Regions from separate parts of the Mus musculus genome. Here region 1 is linked to region 2. The links are chromatin contacts, called in public Micro-C maps. All regions are on one chromosome and are shown on one strand. Each heading gives the region's core, a stretch centred on a gene start, on an enhancer-like site or on the middle of the called end of the contact. The rest is flanking DNA. Distances are from core to core; before and after follow the strand shown. Region 1 holds the start of Rilp (Rab interacting lysosomal protein). Region 2 holds the start of Pfas (phosphoribosylformylglycinamidine synthase (FGAR amidotransferase)).

Region 1 (7,559 bases), core at 3,582-6,081, 6.5 Mb after region 2:
TTGGCTGACTACGGCAAGAAAAACAAGTGAGTAGGGGCCAGGTGTCCCAGTGCAGCGAGGGGAAGCCTGGCTCAGGACATAGGCTCTGGAGTTTGGAAACATTTAGGCTTATCAGTTTCTCAGATATTTTACCTGTGTTTGGTAATGCATGCCTATAATCCCAGCACTCGGGAGGCAGAGGCAGGTGGATTTCTGAGTTCGAGGCCAGCCTGGTCTACAAAGTGAGTTCCAGGACATCCAGGGCTACACAGAGAAACCCTGTCTTGAAAAACCAAAAAAAAAAAAAAAAAAAGAAAAAAAAGAAAAAGAAAAATAACATCTTGGAAACTTAGGAAGAAACACAGATCTCAGTGAAGGCATTGAAGCCATTTTGAACAGATTCACTCTCTTTTTTTGTTCCTTCTGTCTACATTTCTCTTGTGTTTTGAGACAGGATTTCATTCTGTATCCCAGGCTGGCCTTAAAGCTTCCAACAACCCTCTTAACCTTGTAGCTGCTGAAATATCAGTATGTCTCACTACACCCAATTTGGGGTTTCCGTTTTTGAGAGTTGTCCTGTGTCAGGACAGTTTCTGTGGGAAAAGCTACAGCGGTGAAGTAGCTTAAGGTCGTGTGCATTAGTGTGGTGCTGCTTGGCTGTAGGGAGTCTCCACAGTGTGACAGCGTCTTCAGGTCCAGGGGTACAGGTGCTTGCTATCAGGAGTTCAATCTCTAGAACCCACAGGAGGAGGAGAAACCTTCTCTAACTTTGACCTCTGCATTTGCAATGTGATACATGGCTTCCTCCTCCAGAGCAGATACATTTAAAAATTAAAAAGAAATGTTACCGGCTGGAGAGCCATCTGTAACGAGATCTGACTCCCTCTTCTGGAGTGTCTGAAGACAGCTACAGTGTACTTATATAAATAAAATAAATAAATCTTTAAACAACAAAAAAAGAAATCTTACTTGAGGATTATCTTGGCAGAGTATACCCACTGTCTCCCCAAGTCTACTTTGTCATCAGGACAAAAGGGACTTGTGGGAAGGAAGAGCTCCTTCTCTTTTAACTCTCAGTGTCCCCACAGCGTGAATGTGGCGTCACTGACACAGTCAGAAATTCGAGACATCATCCTGGGAATGGAGATCTCGGCGCCATCGCAGCAGCGGCAGCAGATAGCTGAGATTGAAAAGCAGACCAAGGAACAGTCCCAGCTCACTGCTACACAGACTCGAACTGTCAACAAGCACGGTGACGAGATTATCACTTCAACCACTAGCAACTATGAGACCCAGACCTTCTCATCAAAGACTGAATGGAGAGTCAGGTACCGTGGAGGCATGAAGGTGGGATGGGCAGGCCTGTTGATGTTGCTGCATGGGCTTGCGCTGAGATGCTGGCATTCCCTGTCTGTCCTTTAGGGCCATCTCTGCTGCCAACCTGCATCTGCGGACCAATCATATTTATGTTTCATCTGATGACATTAAGGAGACTGGTTATACGTACATTCTTCCGAAAAACGTGCTTAAGAAGTTCATCTGCATATCTGATCTTCGTGCCCAAGTGAGTAGCTATGGCACACACCTGGACCACAGTGTGAGCCCACTTAGTCTGCGTCTGAAATTCACTTGAGAGTTCCAGAACCTTTGAGGTGCTTCTTTCTTTCTTTTTCTTTTTCTTTTTCTTTTTTCTTTCTTTTTTTTTTTTTTTTTGTTTTTTGTTTTTTTTTTTTTTTTTTTTGAGACAGGGTTTCTCTGTATAGCCCTGGCTGTCTTGGAACTCACTCTGTAGACCAGGCTGGTCTTGAACTCAGAGATCTGCCTGCCTCTGCCTCCCAAGTGCTGGGATTAAAAGCATGCGCCACCACGCCCGGTTTTTTTTTGAGGTGCTTATTTCAAAATTTATGGATGAATGAATAACTTTAAAAAGACAGCACAAAGGGGTATCAAAACATTTTGTAAAACTAGGACCTGATGCCCTCTTCTGCTGTGTCTGAAGACAGTGACAGTATACCCACATACATAAAGGAAATTAATATATATTTTTTTAAAGAAAAGTTCTTTTATAACAGAGTTCTATGTGAGTTCGAGGCCAACTTGGTCTACATAGTGAGTTCCAAGACAGCCAGAGCTACATAGCGAGACCCTGTTTCAGAGAGAGAGAGAGAGAGACAGAGAGAGAGAGACAGAGAGACAGATGGCTCAGTGGTTAAGAGCACTGACTGCCCTTCCAGAGGTGCTGAGTTCAAATCCCAGCAACCACATGGTGGCTCACAACCATCTGCAGTGAGATCTGACACCCTCTTCTGGAGTGTCTGAAGATAGCTACAGTGTACTTACATATAATAAATAAATAAATCTTTAAAAAAAAAAAAAAGGCTACAGATATAGAGAAAGCTCAACCACAGAATGCTTACCCGGGATGCATTACCTATGCACACCTGGGTTTGGTTTCTTGAGAAGAAAAAAACCCTGAGGCCGCTGAGGTGGCTCAGTGGGTGAAGCACTTCTCACAGGAGCCGGACAAGCTGAGTTTGATGCTCCAGAACCCCTGTATAGGTGAAAGGAGAGCCTGTCCCATAGAATTTTCCTCTGACCTTCACATACACTCAGTGCCATACAGAATAATAATACATTAAAAACATTTTTGTTTTTGAGACAGGGTTTCTCTGTGTAGCCCTGGCTGTCCTGGAACTCGCTTTGTAGACCAGGCGGGTCTCGAACTCAGAAATCCACCTGCCTCTGCCTCCCAAGTGCTGGGATTAAAGGTGTGTGACACCACGCCCGGCTAAAAATATTTTTGTATGTAGGAGTTTTTTCTGTACACCATATTCAGGCAGTACCTGTAGAGAGCAAAAGAAGGTCCTAAAACTGGAGTTGCAGACAGTTGTAGGCCACCATGTGGCAGGTCCTCTGGAAGAGCAACCAGTACTCTTAACCAGTGAGCCATCTCTCCAGCCCCAACAATAAAATTTTAAAAACTTCTGGCATTCTGGGTTGGTACTAAGAATACCTTCTGATCTCATCTCTAGATTGCAGGATACCTGTATGGGGTGAGCCCTCCAGATAACCCTCAGGTGAAGGAGATCCGTTGTATTGTGATGGTGCCGCAGTGGGGCACGCACCAGACTGTGCACCTGCCCAGCCAGCTGCCCCAGCATGAGTACCTCAAGGTTAGTGGTGGTGGAGCCTGGGAGTGCACTCACTGTCGTGCTACCCTAATGGGGGACATTTGTCTGCAGATGGGTTGAACATCTCTTTATTGCTGTTTGCCTACAGGAGATGGAACCCTTAGGTTGGATCCACACTCAGCCCAATGAATCCCCCCAGCTATCACCCCAAGATGTCACCACTCATGCCAAAATCATGGCTGACAACCCATCTTGGGATGGGGAGAAGACTATTATCATCACGTGCAGGTTGGTGTGGGCCTCTTGGGTGGAAATATTATAGAGCAGGCATTGCAGGCCAGGACCTGGATTGGTGGCTTGAGCGCTTACCCTGTCCCTGTCCCCCCCACCCCAGCTTCACACCAGGCTCCTGCACACTGACAGCCTACAAGCTGACACCCAGTGGGTATGAGTGGGGCCGGCAGAACACAGACAAAGGCAACAACCCCAAAGGCTACCTACCCTCGCACTACGAGAGGGTTCAGATGCTCCTGTCTGACCGATTCCTCGGCTTCTTCATGGTCCCCGCCCAGTCCTCCTGGAACTACAACTTTATGGGTACGTGGTTGTGTGTGCCTAGGAAGTGTGGGGTAGAGACAGGTGACCAGCATGCTTGGTCATCTTGTCATCTTGAGGTCTGGCTGCCTTGGAAACGGTCCAGGGGCCCAGGCTGGGTGAGGCAGGCAGAACCTTATTAACTTCTGATGTTTCCCCTCCCATTAGGTGTTCGACATGATCCCAACATGAAATACGAGCTGCAGCTGGCAAACCCCAAGGAATTCTACCATGAGGTCCACAGGCCCTCCCACTTCCTCAACTTCGCCCTTCTGCAGGAGGGTGAGGTCTACTCTGCAGACAGAGAGGACCTCTATGCCTAGTTACTTCCTTCTGCTTCAGATCCCCAAAGCCTGGAGCCTCTTGAACGCCCTCCCCAGACAAGCTGCTGACATTCAGCAGTCAGCCCCTTTGCGTTCTGTGCTTGTGTTGTTGATAGATTGTAATCCTGAACAAAATGTAATAAATTTTATAAATAGTGCTTTTGTTTTCTTGCTGTTATGAGGTCAAATTCTGGGCATAGGCGTTTGAGGATTGGGGACTAGCTTGGGCAGTTGACAGCAAGGTACTGGGCCCTGCCTTCAGAGCCTTGAGGCCTTCTCCGCTGGAGGCTTAGAGGCTCCCTAGACTCAGGGAGCTGAGTTGGGGCTGGCTTATTACTTTGAGCATATTTGCTGGTTTCTCTGTAAAAGTACTTGGAGTCTACCTATTTTCAACATCACTTCTTGGACTGTGTGGTCCTCCTATAGCTGTAGTGCCCGGTCTCGTTCATTTTTGTAAACTGTGTGGTTCCTAGTGGGGGAACATACTTAAGTGACTGTCCCTGCAGTCCAGTAGAGGCTGTTTGCTGACCTTCAGTCTTTCACCTCTTGGCAGCCAAGTCCAGGGGTGGAGCCCGGGTCAGGCGCTATGGGGAGGGCTTGCCTGAAGTGACCACTTACAGCTCTAGTCCTCAACTCTTGGATACCTGCCTGGAAGTTGGCCGACCTGTATCCAGTGACCTTGTAGGGCACAGGGAGCCCAGAGCACTCTCCCACTCCAGGGCCTTTTTCCCTATTTGTTCCTCCCGGGTTGCTTCTACCCCGCCCCTTATGGCCCTAAACTTCCTGGGCCGGAACTGTTAAGCTTTTTCCTGCACCAGTTAAGGGTGTGGGTGGCTTTTGACCTTAAGAGAGGAAAAAATGGAGCCCAGGAGGGCAGCGCCCAGGCTACCCAGTCAGGCCTCTTCTTCAGTGGGCGCAGGGTCAGCCGCCGAGCTCGTGTACCATCTAGCGGGGGCTCTGGGCACTGAGCTACAGGGGCTGGCACGCCGCTTCGGACCCGACGCGGCGGCTGGGCTGGTGCCACTAGTCGTGCGGGCGCTGGAGCTCTTGGAAAAGGCCGCCGTGGGGCCGGCTCCGGACTCGGTGAGTCACCGGCTCCTCCTTTTACCCCTGAGAGCCGGCAGGCCTAACCCTGAGACCCCTGGCTCCCCCAGCTGCAGGTGTCCGCACAGCAGGCAGAAGTGGAGCTGCGGCGGCTGCGCGAGGAGAACCAACGCCTCCGCCAGGAGCTAGGCTCCGGGCCGCAGGGTGAGTGAGGGTCCCACCGGAGCAGAGCGAGCTGGGGGCAGCCGGGGCCTGCGTACCCCAGAGATCGGTAGTGCTAAAGACACCCCTTCCTCAGAGGAGCGCGCGCTGCTCCGACAGCTCAAGGAGGTGACAGACAGACAGCGGGATGAGCTTCGGGCACACAACCGAGATCTGCAGCGCCGAAGCCAAGAGACCGAAGCGGTGAGGGCGGGGCCAGGCGGAGTGGGGTGGGGCCGCTACGGCCCTCGGAGCCCCGCCCCTAGCTCTCTCGCTCCACCCCCTAGCTGCAGGAACAGCTACAGCGCCTCCTGCTGATCAACTCTGAGCTGCGGCACAAGCTGGCTGCAGTGCAGACCCAGTTGAGGGCCGCCCAGGACCGGGAGAGGGAGCGCCAGATAGCTCAGGATGGCTCCAGCCAGCTGGCTAAAGAACAGAGCTTGGAACCTGATGCGGCAACCTCAGATGACCCGGTAAGAGACGGAGCGAAGTCAAAATACATCCCAGAGCTCACAGCATTCAGCAGTTGATGACCCAGCCTGGGTTTACCTGGCATGGATGTACCATGCAGTATAGAAGGTACCCAGGAAGTTGGAAGGTAGCAACAGCAGTTGTGTGCTATGTACACCTATGTAGCAGCAACTTTGTCCTCTAAGTTTTCCCAGCAGACACTTCCCATAATATTATTGTGAGCGCTGGGACTTAGGGAAGAGCTAAGACAGACTGCTCTCTGACCATTCCTGACCTTGTACAGGTGGATACTCAGAAGCAGCCAGGGAACCTTCCAGAAGCTGTCCAGTGTGGATTCAGCAGGGAAGAGCTTAAGCAAATCCTTCAGGAGCGGAATGAGCTCAAAGCCAACGTGTTCTTGCTCAAGGAGGAGTTGGCGTACTTCCAGCGGTGAGGGACTGGAAGCCAGGATGCCTGTTCCTGGTCACCCCACCTTATTTTTTGGATCGTTTATAGATCAGCAGTGACAATTGCCAGGGTCCTGCTCAGGCACTGGGAAGAAGTAACTTCCACAGTCCTTGCCCTTCTGGAACCTCACTCAAACAGGGCAGCACCAGGGGTCACCAAACTGAAGCAGCAAGCCTTATCCTTAGGAGGGGCCATCTAAGCTCATTTCAGAGGTGTTGGCGGTATAGAGCTTTCACGGGTTTCCAGGGGAAACAGTGAGCAGAGCTCAGGTACTTGATTGACACCTCCTGTTGGCCTTCCCACTTTCTTCCCTTCCTGCTTCTCTAGAGAGCTGCTCACAGATCACCGTGTTCCTGGGCTTCTGCTTGAAGCCATGAAGGTGGCAGTCAAGAAACAGAGGAGGAAGATCAAGGCCAAGATGTTAGGGACACCTGAAGAAGCAGAGAGCAGGTAAGATCCTGCCTCTGTGCTCACCAAACGAACCCCTTGGCCTGCTGCAGTTCTGCTGTGCCCAGTGATACAACTTAGCTGTGCCTGGCACCTCACTCAGCCTGCTCTCCAGCTGCCGTCCTTTCCTCTGGAATCCACTGCTCCCGCTTGCCCCGGCTGCTATGCCTCCTGCTGAAGAAACTGTCCATGCTACTTCTCCAGACTCATGTTTCCTTCCTTGGCTGGATCTCTTTACTAAAGGAAGCTATGCAGTCTTGTGAGGGGCTGTTGTCTGCCTGGTTATAAAGAGTCCCTGATCCCCTCACTGTCCCCTCTCCAGCCCTGAGGCCTCTGTAGTCACTCCATCCTCCCCTGATGTTCCTGAAAGTCCTTCAGGAGGTTCCACACAAGCTGGACTCATAGTATCCCTTAGGCCCTGATATACAGCCCTTTCATTTCTTTATCCTAGTGAGGATGAGGATGGCTCGTGGCTCCTGCTCTCCAACGACAAGGAAGATGTTCCCCTAGTTCCTGAGTCCAGAATCCAGAATTTGTATGTTGGAGGAGGGGAGGGAGGAAGGTGAAGGAGGGGCCTGCCTGGATCTTCTCCACTCTTTCTTTCCACTCCACTGCCTTTCACGCTGTTCTAAGATCTGTCTTCCCACCTGCTTCTCTGTCCTCTGTGCCTTCATTTCCCTGTGACCTATGCTGTCCTCTTTCCTCCAGAACCCCCTTTTCACCTTTCTGGACCCTCGGCCTGCATCCTTGACATCTCTGCCTCCCCGGCTCAATGCACCTCTCTTGGCTTCCCTTCCAGCTTTGGCTTATGGTATCGGGGTGAAACTGAGGCCCCTGAAGCCGAGACCAGCAACCCAGCTTCCAGCAGCCTACAGAAAGGAGAAGAGACCCCACAGCAACCCCACCTGCAGCCTGTGAACAG
Region 2 (7,887 bases), core at 618-3,117:
TATATTTTTTATGTGAGTACACTGTAGCTGTCTTCAGACACCCCAGAAGAAGGTATCTGATCTCATTACAGATGGCTGTGAGCCACCATGTGGTTGCTGGGAATTGAACTCAGGACTTCTGGAAGAGCAGTCAGTGCTCTTAACCACTGAACCATCTCTCCAGCCCCCACAGCCTAGACTTATTGAGAGACTTCTCTTTCTTCTTCCCTTTTTGTTCTTTTGAGAGGAAGAGTTCATGGGAAGGGAGCTGGAAGGTAGGCAGTAACTGTAGTATGGCTGGTGCCCCCAGTCAGGCAGATTGGCTATGCCTCTGCTCTTCTCTATTATAGGGAACACTACTCCATCCAAACAGTTGCAACTGTTTGCACAGGCATAGGATTCAGTGACAAAGCACTTGCCTAGCACGTGCAAGGCCTGACGTTCAATCCACAGAACTAGAAAAAGTAAGACTGACGCCAACCTTAACTACTCTTTTCCCTCAATCTCTCCATATAATCACTCTCCATATAACAACTCTACTTCCACACATACATTAAATCTCTTGCCTTTTCAGGTCTATCACCTCCTGAGTCCACGGCACCACTATCATTCATTTGGACTGATCAGCGTATTGTTTTCTCTGTTGCTGTTGTTTTATGAGGAAAAGGTCAGGTTATCATATAGCCCAGGCTGGTCTGGAAATCAGTCTTCTTGCCACTGCCTTCTAATGTGGAGCCTACCTAGGGGCATGCATCACCACACCCAATTGCACCGAATTCTTCAATGGTCTGATTCCACTACTGCACAACCACATCCTATTTGCCACAGACAGTGAAAAGACCATGACTTCTACACTGGTGAGGTGGCTTAATGAATAAACACTTGCCTCTGCTAGGCATGGTGGTACGGGCTCTGAATCCCAGCAAAGGAAGGTGAATCTCAGGATTTCAGGATTTACATAGAGTTGCAAGTCAATCAGGGCTGTAAAATGAGACCGTTTCAAAAAAACAAAATCAACCAACCAACCACACGAGTTGTTAAATGAACAGACCCTTTATTCCCATCACACCTCAGTTCCCTGCCTCCATACAGTCCTCCTTTAAAAAAAAAAAAAAAGCAAAGGTGGCACATGCCTTTAATCCCAGGAGGCAGAGGCAGGTGAATCTCTCTGAGTTAAAGGCTGGCCAGGACATCCAGGGTTACACAGAGAAACACCCAGGGTCTCATTTAGCTCAGGCTGACCTCTAAATAGCTATATAACTGAGGGTAATTTCTAGTCCTTCTACTCCCAAAACCTCGAGTGCTGTAATTTCTCGTGTTCTTCACAACACCTGATTTATGAGGTTGTAAGACTCGAACCCAGGACCCTGAGCTACATCTGCAGCCCTCTGCAGTTATTTCGTCTATCATTCCCAGCGAAATGTAAGTTTCAGAAATATCGGAACCGGGTTTTATTTCGGCACTGTATTCCCAACGACTAGTATGGTGCCTGATACAAAGCAGGTGGTCTTCACATTTTTCTGATGAATGAATGGTTGGATGAATGAATGAATGAATGAATGGATGGATGAATGAGACCATGAGATGAGGCTATTTCAGGGATGGATGAATGAGACCATGAGATGAGGCTATTTCAGTCTGGTCGTCCACCTACACCGAGTGCCTGCAGAACACGCGCTCCAACAGATGCTCTACCCAAGGCATGTGGATCCAGATGGACCCAACCCGCCCTAATGGGGAAAACGACGCGGCCTGGATTCGGTTTGAATGTGTGAGCAATGGAACCGCATCAGGAAGCGAACTCAGGGAAGGACGCGTAGGTTGTACTCACCTGAAGCCCGCCAGTTTGCGCCAGAGACCCACGAGTCCTTGGCGCGCGCTCGTTGTACGTCATCAGAGAGCGCCACCGCCGGAGAAGCGATTCGCGCGGGCCGGCTGTGGGCGGTGCCAAGGCTCCCCGCGGTGGGTTGGGGCTGTTTGAGTGACAAACCTGAATCTCTTTTAGAAGTCCAAGCCTGTAATCCCAGCACTGGGAGGCCAGAGCAGACAGGAGTATCTTTGAATTCTAGACTAGTCTGGTCCACATAGCAAGTTCGAGGCCAGCCAAGGATGTACAGAGAAACCCTCTGTCAAAAAGACAAAACAGGGGCTGGTGAGGGCTCAGCAGGTAAGAGCACTGACTGCTCTTCCAAAGGTCCTGAGTTCAAGCAACCACATGGTGGCTCACAACCATCCGCAATGAGATCTGATGCCCTCTTCTGGTGTGTCTGAAGACAGCTACAGTGTACTTACATATAACAATAAATAAATCTTAAAAAAAAAAAAAAGACAAAACAAAATTCAAAAAAGAGAAGACGCCTCGAATTTGAAATATCACTTGAGAAAATGTTATTTTATTGATCACTGAAAGTGCCTTACGGCTGGAGGTGACTCTTAACTTGTTGTCAAGTTGACACACAAAACCATCCAGTACACTAGCCTAAATTACATTTAAAAAGTTAACGTGTAAAACTGTTTTGGCTCTCTGTATTTTTCTCCCTTCTGCCTTCTTTGTTTATGCAAGATAAATTGGTTTTCCAAGGTCATTTAATTTAGAACTTCTGTTACTTTGACCTTAATAGAATGTAACAGTCTGAGATTCTCAGACTAATGTAAAATCTAGGCAAAGTACCCCAAAACCCTTTTTAAAACAAAACAAACAAAAGAAAGAAAATTCTTTGTGTAGCTTTGGCTGCCCCAGAACTAGCCCTGTAGACCAGGATGGCCTCCAACTCACCGAGACTCAAGACTGGGATTACAGGCCTGGGCAACCACTGCCCCCTTCACAAAACAGCCTTTTAAAAGACCCTATGCAATACAATACAGCCAGCCTAAGACCTGCAACAGCAAGAAACAAGAGACAATGTTTAAATAGATTTTGGAAATGAAATTTAGGTTCCTTTTATTTATTCAAGATTTATTTATTTTATGTGAGTACAGTGTTGTTCTCTTCAGACACACCAGAAGAGAGCATCAAATCTCATAACAGACGATTGTGAGCCACCATGTGAGTGCTGGGAATTGAACTCAGGACCTCTGGAAGAGCAGTCAGTGCTCTTAACAGCTGAGCCATCTCTCCAGCAGCTCCTTTCTTTATTAAGCTGGTAAATTTATTTATATTGCTCTGTCTTCTGAAAGTAAAGACTTCATCTCTATATACATAGAAAGGCTATGAGACTATATGTGGCATATATGGATATGAGAGTATGTGTGCATATACATATATGTATTTTAAAGATTTACTTATTTATTTATTATATGTTAGTACACTGTAGGTGTCTGCACACACTCCAGAAGAGGGTGTCAGATCTCATTACCCGTGGTTGTGAGCCACCTTGTACTTGCTGGGATTTGAACTCAGGACCTTCGGGATAGTAGTCAGTGCTCTGAATCACTGAGCCATCTCTCCAGCTCTATTTTTTATTTATTATTATTATTTAGTTATTTATTATTATTTTATGTATTATTATTTTATTATTTATTTTATTATTATTTAGTTATTTATTATTATTTTATGTATTATTATTTTATTATTTATTTTATTATTATTTATTTACTTCATATATTCAGACAGATCTCATTTCAGGTGATTGTGAGCCACCATGTGGTTGCTGGGATTTGAACTCAGGACCTCTGGAAGAGCAGTCAGTGCTCCGAACTGCTGAGCCACCTCTCCAGCCCCTATTATTATTTTTTTTCAAGACAGGTTTTCTCTGTGTAGCCGTGGCTGCCTGGCTTTTTTTTTTTTTTTTTTAATTAGGAAGAATTTTTATGTGATAAAATGTTGCCAAAGCATGGTGCTTCACTCCTGTAATCACACTTGGGAAGTAGAGGCATGAGGATCAGAAATTCAAGGTCATTTTTGGCTACATAGCATAAGGTAAACCTGGACTACATGAAGCCCCACTCTAAAACAAGAAACAAAATGAATAAAATTTTAAAAACAGGGTGGGGGGAGGGGGAGGTTTTGTCCCAAGGTAAAATGACTAGATTTTACCAAATGGAAAAGGAACTATAACGACAAAATAAAAAATTGTAACCATGCCGGGCAGTGGTGGCGCATGCCTTTAATCCCAGCACTTGGGAGGTAGAGGCAGGCGGATTTCTGAGTTCGAGGCCAGCCTGGTTTACAGAGTGAGTTCCAGGACAATCAGGGCTACGCAGAGAAACCCTGTCTGGAAAAACCAAAAATAAAAAAATAAAAAAATTGTAAACATGTGGAAAGATGGTGCAGGACCATCCACCCATGTGGGAGCTTGTGCACCACACAGGGAGGCAGGCGTTCTCAATTCTCCCAGGTCAGGAGCTGGAGTTACACACACTTGTGAGCCACTGGATGAGGGTGCTGAGAACTGACCTGGGTTTTCTGTTGTGCTCTTAACTGTTCAGGTATTTCTCCAATACCAAAATGAAATCTTAAAAAACAAAGGGAAACAAGCACAAGAGCCGGCTCTGGTTCACTATTGGCTCACTCCGAGATTCTTTTGAGTTAAAGCACGGGACCAGTCTTATCTGAGTGAAGGTCCTTAAAGGGTAAAGGAACTCTGAATGATGCTTCAGACAGCAGCTTGGAGCTTTGTTTCTATGCATGCCGCTTCTGACCTGTTCCACCAACGTTAAAGAAACCCGACATTTAAACCATACTAACAGGATGGTAGGAGAAGACCCAGTCCAAACCCATCGTTTCTATCTACGAATTCTCAAAGGTAAATCCCAGGCTCTAGGGCACATGATCATTGATGAAACCGTTAGCTTAGCTGTAACCCCTTTGTTTCATGCCTGCCAGCCATCCCATATTGCTGACATAAAAACAGCTTGACTATAGACATAGAAAAATAGTTTGGCTCAGAGCAAGATCAAGTTGGTCATATATTCTGAGGCTTATTATTATTATTAAAAGATTTATTTATTTAATGTATATGAGTACATTGTTGCTCTCTTCAGACACACCAGAAGAGGGCATCAGATGCCATTACAGATGGTTGTGAGCCACCAAGTAGGTTGAACTCGGAACCTCTGGAAGAGCAGCTAAGTGCTCTTAACCGCTGAGCCATCTCTCTAGCCAGCCTGCTGCTGCTGCTGCTGCTAGTAGTAGTAGTAGTAGTAGTAAGTAGTAGTAGTTGCTGCTAGTAGTAGTAGTAGAAGTAGTAAGTAGTAGTAGTTGCTGCTGCTAGTAGTAGTAGTAGAAGTAGTAAGTAGTAGTAGTTGCTGCTGCTAGTAGTAGTAGTAGTAGTAGTAGTAGTAGTAGTAGAAGTAGTAGAAGTAGTAAGTAGTAGTAGTAGTTGTTGTTGTTGTTCCCCAACTGTAGCCTTCACTCAGGATCCATCAAAACAGAGGTCAGCCTGAACTGTTGTGTCTAAATGAGTTTAAAAAAAACAAAACAAAACAAAAAAAAAACCTTGGAGAAAGGCATGCCACCCTGCAGTCCTCCCTGCACCTGCTTATGAGCTCGTTGTGTTTTATTTTCGCATATAAGTTGTGTTGCGTGTAATTTTATAAAACACGCTATTGCCTTCCCGAGGGCTCTGCCAGCGCTCCTGGCTTAGTGCCTTCCTCGGCATCGTGATCATTCCCGCTAGCCCCTCGAAGCTTAGCTTCACCAAGCTGTCAGGTGGCTTCCCTCTTTCTCTGTCCAGCTTTTCTCCAAGGAAGAAAAACATAGACTGTTTTATTATCTTAAAACTGGCCAGAGAACACAATCGGTGGGCAAAGAATCTCCTGCCCTAACCTTATCTGCTAGCTTATATCAGCTATCCGCCAGTGGCAGAGGCTGCCAGTTATCGCCTCTACAAGACCTTACAAGGTTGTTGTGTCCTTCTTGTTCCGAAGTCTGGCCAGAAGCTCCATCTCTCTCCGGTCGGCTCCTCCTCCTGGGAACCGGAAGTCCCACCTTTACCCTTCGCCCAGCAATTGGCTTCTGCCTTCTTTATTGACCAAATCAAGAACCAATTAGGGAACCAGATTTATGTTATCAGCTCCTCCTCCGAAGCTGCTCTGAAACATTGTCAAGGTTGTAGCTGAGTTTGATCAATCTATCTTGGTCTGTGCTTTCAATAAACCAGCTCTATTTAACTGAGATCGGGGTCTGAGTGGTTTCTGCAGCAGTTCTCAGACCCTAAAAGTCATAGGCAGGATAAATGAAGAGGTTCTACCAGTGACAGGGAAATGCTGAAAGCAAAAGGAATGATTAATTTTGATAGTTGTTTTAATAAAGGAGGCTGATAAACACATGAAACTCAAGAAGAATGAAGACTGAAGTGTGGACATTATGCCCCTCCTTAGAATTGGGAACAGAACACCCATGGAAGGAGTTACAGAGACAAAGTTTGGAGCTGAGACGAAAGGATGGACCATCTAGAGACTGCCATATCCAGGGATCCACCCCATAATCAGCTTCCAAACGCTGACACCATTGCATACACTAGCAAGATTTTGTTGAAAGGACCCAGATGTAGCTGTCTCTTGTGAGACTATGCCAGGGCCTAGCAAACACAGAAGTGGATGCTCACAGTCAGCTAATGGATGGATCACAGGGCTCCCAATGGAGGAGCTAGAGAAAGTACCCAAGGAGCTAAAGGGATCTGCAACCCTATAGGTGGAACAACATTATGAACTAACCAGTACCCCGGAGCTCTTGACTCTAGCTGCATATGTATCAAAAGATGGCCTAGTCGGCCATCACTGGAAAAAGAGGCCCATTGGACACGCAAACTGTATATGCCCCAGTACAGGGGAACGCCAGGGCCAAAAAAAATGGGAATGGGTGGGTAAGGAAGTGGGGGGGAGGGTATGGGGGACTTTTGGGATAGCATTGGAAATGTAATTGAGGAAAATATGTAATAAAAATATTAAAAAAAATAAATAAAGGAGGCTGAAGTTGTAAAAGAGGCTTTAATATTGGGTGTGGGGGATTCATGCTTTGAAGAAAAGAGAAAAAAATACGCATCTCTGATATAATAGGGGATATAGTTTTAAGTTCCACGTTTTTGTGTGTACAGGATAGCTTGTAACCCAGGCTGACCTTGAATCCCTGATATTCCTATCTTCATTTCTCAAGTGCTAATTGTGGAGTTGTAACATCAAATTTTCACTGTATCGTTCAAGCTGTCCTTGACATAATCTTTCTAGGTGGCTGAAACTACAACAAACCACCACACTGGCTCCAAACGGTTTTTTTTTTTTTTCCTGATTTTTCGAGACAGGATTTCTCTGTGTAGCCCTAGAACTCACTCTGTAGATCAGGCTGGCCTTGAACTCAGAAATCCGCCTGCCTCTGCCTCTGCAGTGCTGGGATTAAAGGTGAGTGCCACCACGCTCGTGCCACCACGCTCGGCCAAACTTTTCTTTTATCAAGAGCTTATGAACCTGTCCTGCTGATACAAGCCTATAATCTCCCCAGAGGAGACAGGAAGATCAGGGGTCCCCCTTGGCCAAAGAGCAAATTCAAGATCCAATATGGTGCTATAGGATACACCACCTGTCTCAAAACAACAAACACAACAGAAACATAAAACAACAAAACAAAACAAAAACAAACAAACAAAACCTCTAAAAAGCCTGTTACTGAAGGCAATGCTAGTCATTGACTAGGTAGCTCCATTTTGCTTTTAAGTAGACACTGGGTGTTTATTTATCATTTTCTTTTTTCCTTCCTTATGAAGTTGAGTCTTTCCTCCCTTCAGTAAATTTGAATGTCAGGATCAACAGGCCTGCTTGAAGAATGTCTTAAAAGAAACTAATAAAACCCCTTAAACAGAGACTCTCTTGTGCTACAAAATCTTTAGTTGAGACACGGCTACTAGGGTGGGGCTTTTGCCCCAACTTCTCTTTCATCACCACAGTGCATATTTCATGACAGAAGGAGTTGTT

Evidence for each region. A called contact is a pair of places that touch in the nucleus more often than the background predicts.
Region 1: a contact with region 2 is called in a Micro-C map of embryonic stem cells, with 10 times the contacts expected there. The contact joins the promoter of Rilp here to the promoter of Pfas in region 2. A contact is called at or near these places in 3 of 484 Hi-C or Micro-C datasets (all in embryonic stem cells).

The regions. Positions count from the first base shown.
Region 1 is chr11:75,505,263-75,512,821 of GRCm38.p6, forward strand. Rilp (Rab interacting lysosomal protein) reads left to right here and starts at 4,832. Exons shown (of 8, transcript NM_001029938.2): 1 at 4,832-5,110; 2 at 5,182-5,275; 3 at 5,370-5,476; 4 at 5,560-5,745; 5 at 6,027-6,172; 6 at 6,518-6,640; 7 at 7,089-7,172; 8 at 7,437-7,559. The coding sequence starts at 4,886. It overlaps Prpf8 (pre-mRNA processing factor 8), which reads left to right. Exons shown (of 42, transcript NM_138659.2): 36 at 1-26; 37 at 1,068-1,307; 38 at 1,402-1,543; 39 at 3,012-3,152; 40 at 3,259-3,398; 41 at 3,505-3,707; 42 at 3,873-4,185. The coding sequence ends at 4,027.
Region 2 is chr11:69,006,593-69,014,479 of GRCm38.p6, forward strand. Pfas (phosphoribosylformylglycinamidine synthase (FGAR amidotransferase)) reads right to left here and starts at 1,868. Exons shown (of 28, transcript NM_001159519.1): 1 at 1,811-1,868.